2 separate regions of the Rattus norvegicus genome follow, and region 2 is linked to region 1. Evidence: chromatin contacts called from public Hi-C data. All regions are on one chromosome and are shown on one strand. The core of a region is the stretch at or near the end of the contact, and the rest is flanking DNA. Distances in the headings are between cores, read along the strand shown. Region 1 has its middle 18 kb from the start of Igfbp7. Region 2 overlaps Igfbp7 (insulin-like growth factor binding protein 7).

Region 1 (2,577 bases), core at 55-2,554:
TTCAGAGGAGAAGAGCATAGACTCTGCCCAGTTGAGGTTTACAACTTGGAAATCAAATACCAGGTTTCTGTGTCTTTTATATGGGCAAGCTAGAATAAACAATTGGTTTTTATCAGTGGAGGCCTGCCTGGCTCTAAGAATGGGATACAGACCCTGTGGAGGTGTCCAGGAGGCCATCGGCAGAGAGTTAAGAAGGTCTTTTTAGGGGCGGTTATGCCTGTCTAGGAGAAAGGATCTTCTATCTCGTTACTCATCAGAATGAGGGATAGATCCAGATGTTTTCCAGATTCCCGTGTCTCTCAGAGGCCATCTCACCAACCTTTGACATTCTTTCGGTCACAGATTTTGGGTGATTCTACACCCATAGTGGTAGCCAGAAGTGGCTCATTGAGAACTGAGTATATGCTATTTCCAGTTGAGTGGAGAGGCTGATGCTTGTGTTCTTAACCCTTGGGAGGCTGAGGCAGGAGGATTGCCACAAGTCTGAAGCAAGCACGATCTACATAATGAGTTCTAGACTGGACTGGATTGTGCTACAGGGAGAGACCCTGTTGGTTTAAAAACCAACCAAACAACGATTCAAAGCAAACCAAACGAAACCAACCCCCTTCCAGGTATATCTGCCCCGAACCAACTGAGATTCTTATTCTTGGCTTCTTAAACATTCTTGGGCAATGGAGAGTTTCTGCTATGAAAACTCTCTCACAGAAATGGAGCCTTTGCTGGCACAGTCTGTTAACATGGAGCCAAGAGACCACTTAGGTCCCAGCTGTCTGCTTCAGGGAATTTCTTTTCAGCTCAAGCCAGGGAAACAGCTGGCTGTAACTTTACATCGCAACATGACGATGGCCATGGCTTTGTTCTCACGCGTGTAACTGCTGCCACTGGGCAATCAGAAGCTTGCTAGCTTCGGCTGCCCAATACAGAAATTCCTTTCAAAACAACACATGGCTTTCTCTGTCCTAATAAAACCTAAGTCTTTTCATTTCTTTAATATGTCAGACTCTACTTTGGCCTTTGCACACATGCCCCAATTGGCAAATCTATTTTGTGTTCTTTGTTCTGCACTAGAATTTTTTTTAAAGAAAAATTTGGCTCTGCATTTTTTTTTAATATTCTGGCAACACCCATATAAATCCTGTTATTTTCTAAGGATGAGAGGCTTGTTAAAATTGTTTTAAAGAGAAGCTTTGCAATCCTGCCCTCCAGCGGTGTCTCTTTTGAGGCTCTAGAAGACCCGATCTCCTCCAGAGTTCCCATGAGCTCTTTCTAATTTCTGGAATTCCCCAGAGGCGGGTTTCTTGTTTCCTTCACTCTTGGAGTCTGGCCTTTTCTGTTGGGTTCAATTCTGGGAATCGTCTTGCTTCTGAACCCCAGCCAGGCCTGGAATCCTGGATGCCAGCCACTCCCACATGGTAGACATCTTCAGATAGGAAGCTCGGCTCCTCTTGTGCCTTGCCTGGGTTTGGCTGACAGTGGGGTGGCTTGTTCTCCTCTCCTGTCCTGCCTTTCACAGGCATGTGTACCTAACAAGCTGTGTGCTCCTTCCGGAACAGCTCATACATACATACAGACAGACAGACTGACCAATTTCCTTCCAACCTTCCTGTCTGTCTGCCTTTCTTCCTTCCCTCCAAATCCCATTTTACAGACTTTCCCATCTACCCACCAGCTCAGCCTCCGGGAGAGGCCTTTGTCAAACCCCCTTTCTTTCCCCGGAGGCCTTTAAGGTGGGAGTGAAGTTGAAATCTGACTGGGCTTCTCTGGAAACTGGCTGTGCTGTTTTCTCCTTTAGAGGTTATTTTAAGTGATTTTAAGAGTTGATTTAAACGTTTACTCAGGATCTGTGGGAAGGAAAGGAACCTTTTCCAAAGAGTGGAGGGACCAGTCTCCTCCCCCAAGAGCCTCCTTGCTTATCCCTCAGGGCTCAGCAGGAAGCTTCTATTTGTCTAACTCTCCTCTTAACCTCCTTGGTGCCTTCATACCTTAGCCCTAAGTGCACTACTTTTAACCTTCAAGCTGTGAAGTACTGAAGACGGCGTCTTACCTCAGTTACAGAAAACAAGTAATGAAAACCAGAAACCGCGAGACTTAGAGCCAAGAATCAGTATTTCGCAAAACAACAACAAAAATCAAGAATAATCTAAAAAACCTGACTCAGCCTTGTTTCATCTGCAGGGGATGAGTGAGTGATATTCTTTTTAATCCATCCAGTATATACTGGTCAGCCTCCCCCGACCCCCAACATACACATCTTGTTAGATACTTGATGTCCCAGTTGACGGTACTGTTCTAGGAGACTTGGGAGCTGTGGCCTCGTTGGAGGAAGTATGTTATGGGAGACGCGCTTTTGAGAATGTAAAGACTCATACTATCTTGAGTTTGCTCTCTGTCCTGGGCTTGTGGTTCAAGATGCGAGCTCTCAGCTCCTGTTGTAGCCACCAGGTCTGACACATCTGTTCCCTCTGTTCTCTGTCACGGACTCTATCCCTCTGGAACATAAGCCTCAATGAACTCTTCCTACTGTAACTTGCCTTGGTCATGGCGTCTTAGCACAGCGATAGGAAAGTAATCAAT
Region 2 (2,577 bases), core at 26-2,525, 72 kb before region 1:
ATCTTTTTGCAAGATCTCTTGATATACAGTTGGGTTGGCTTTAAACTCACCACCCTGTCTCAGTCTCCCCAGAACATTCGCCGTGACACCTAGCTCAAGTGTAGTTTGGGTGCAACAGATTCTTCCAGAACCTTTGCTATTGTAAATAAGGAATACAGAAGAAAAGTGCCAATAACTGCAGAACTCTATCCATCTTTGGGTGCCACTTCTTGTTGGCACCGTTATTTTACCTTTTTTAAAAAAATATTTATTTTATGTATATGACTGTACTGTCGCTGTCTTCAGACACACCAGAAGAGGGCATCGGCTCCCACTGCAGATGGTTGTGAGCCACCATGTGGTTGCTGGGAACTGAACTCAGGACCTCTGGAAGAGCAGCCAGTGCTCTTAACCACTGAGCCATCTTTCCAGCCCCCTGTTATTTTACTTTATTTGTGTTTTTTTTTTTTTTTCTCGGAGCTGGGGACCGAACCCAGGGCCTTGTGCTTGCTAGGCAAGCGCTCTACCATTGAGCTAAATCCCCAACCCCTGTTATTTTACTTTAATTCTCATTAATGTACATTAATATCTGTGAATTTGGGTCTACCCTCAGGGGCCAGAAGAGGGCTTTGGATGTCCTGGAGTGGGAGTCGGAGGCAGTTGTGAACTTTTTCTCTTAGTTCCCTCTTTCCAACCCCCTAGCTTCCCAGTTCTGTCTGGTGTCTGGCATTCCAAGGAGAGCCATATAACTTCAAAGCCTCCCAAGGCCAACTCATTTCCCCTGGGATCTATGTGTATTTTGCCAGGGTGCCACAGAGCCAGGCCTGAAGACCTTATTCTTTGCAATACTTGGCAATGAGGCTATATAGTTCGGGTCCTCGAGTCACCCTGGCCTCTCATTCGTAAATTCCGTGGAGACCCTTGAGAAGCAACAAAGCTTGCCAGCTTTCCTTGAAAACTATTGGCCATGCTCCCCCATCTCACAAGCCACTGGCCGCAAAATACGCATTGGGGAACATAAGCTGCTAGGGGGAAGGCCCAGATGAGCACATAGGGTACATTAGTGGTATGCCTTACTTCCCTTCCATATCTCTTTCCGAAGCACAATTTAGAGGCAAGAGTCCCATAATTCCATTTAACGGAAGTTTCAGCTGTGAAGGACAGCTAGCTGTACTAGAACTGGGTCATCGGCTTGCTGTACTAGAACTAGGTCACCTCTGCCCACACCATGGTCCAGGCGTCTCCTGGTAACCACGCTTAAGCCCGGTAGTTTCGTAGTGGCCGCATTCCTCTGGCCACACGGGGGCGCCAGAGGCTGCCAGGAGCCCTGATCTAGATTAAGGCTTCTAACCAGGCAGTGGGAAAAGCTCTGGCTGCTTCTGAGGTCTTTAAACTGTGACGGTAATTCTGCCCTCTGCGGAGGAAGCTCTCTGAAGGAGAAAGTGAGGCCGACAGATGGAGAGCAGAGATCAAGAAGTCCAGTCCTGATCACATTTGTGCCCGGCGGCTGGAACTGCCTTCTCTTTCTTTTTTCCCCTCAGCTATATGAACTGAAATCTGTTCCAGAGACTTCTGACAATGAGACCTCCCCCTTACCCCTGCCCCGCCGTCCCCAGAGTCCCAGAGGTCCCCTCTCTGACCAAACAACAAGCACACAAAATAATTGACACTATCGCCCATTTTTTGAGTTTGCTGAGGAAGCAAACTAGCTAAAAAGGAGTGTCTGGTTTTGCTGTTTTACTTAAAACTAAATTTCCTCTATTAGTATGAGTTTGAAGATGCTTCTTTACTTCATAGCCTCTGGTATAGAGTCCTGCCGCCACAGAATGAGTACCACCATGTCTTCCCTGCTCAACCTGGAAGCCAAAAAAAAAAAAAAACAAAAAACGAACCTTTCCTCCCTTGAATGTTTCTGTCAGGTATGTATTTGGTCACAGCAAGGCAAAAGCAACGAAAACAGCGGGTTTAGATATTCCCATGATTCGTTGGGAGTTTCTCAGACTCCCTGCTTGGACACTGCTACCAAAATCAGGATTGGCCTGATGGAGGTCGGGAAAGATAACTTGCTAACATAGAGATGGTACAGCTGCCACGGGCTTCATCGCTGTGGGGCGGTGGCCTTGATGCAGACTGCACTGTGTATTCCCACTGCCCTGGGCGATGCCAAAAGCTTTCTGGGTTGCATGCTGCTCCCCTGAGGCCTGCATTACTGACCTTGTTCCAGATGAGGACAGGGGTTGGGATTCCGATGACTTCGCAGCTCAAGTACACCTTGGCGCCAGTGATGTTCCAGATGTCCTTGGGGGGCGTCACTATGGAAGGACCTACAAGAGAAGCCAGAAAGCTATGTCCATCTTTTAGGAACTCATCATCAGTCAGGATCTGACAATGCAAATCCTTGTGTGTGAGGCCCTCTCCTCTGTGGATTATCTGAAGTGCATCTCAAAGGCCTAGACAAACAGGCCTCTTCCTGCCGCCAGCGTGATATTACAGTCTTCTTAGGGAAGGCAAGAACTGGACTAAGCAAACCAGCCAACACAACAACAAACGCCATTAGTAGGGAAAATCTGTTTATCTCACAGAAATCTAACAACGCCG

What was found. A called contact is a pair of places that touch in the nucleus more often than the background predicts.
Region 2: a contact with region 1 is called in a Hi-C map of psoas muscle, with 2.5 times the contacts expected there. The contact joins two enhancer-like sites. A contact is called at or near these places in 2 of 12 Hi-C or Micro-C datasets (frontal cortex and psoas muscle).

What each region holds. Positions count from the first base shown.
Region 1 is chr14:31,072,473-31,075,049 of GRCr8, reverse strand. No RefSeq gene overlaps it. Among named protein-coding and RNA genes, the nearest start is that of Igfbp7, 18 kb to the left of the region's middle. Within about 2 kb of position 1,304, at least 18 of the 93 cell types and tissues checked have an H3K27ac peak or open chromatin away from gene starts, as enhancers often do.
Region 2 is chr14:31,144,624-31,147,200 of GRCr8, reverse strand. Igfbp7 (insulin-like growth factor binding protein 7) reads right to left here. Exons shown (of 5, transcript NM_001013048.1): 2 at 2,194-2,303. Among named protein-coding and RNA genes, the nearest start is that of Trnac-gca38, 33 kb to the right of the region's middle. Within about 2 kb of position 1,275, at least 14 of the 93 cell types and tissues checked have an H3K27ac peak or open chromatin away from gene starts, as enhancers often do.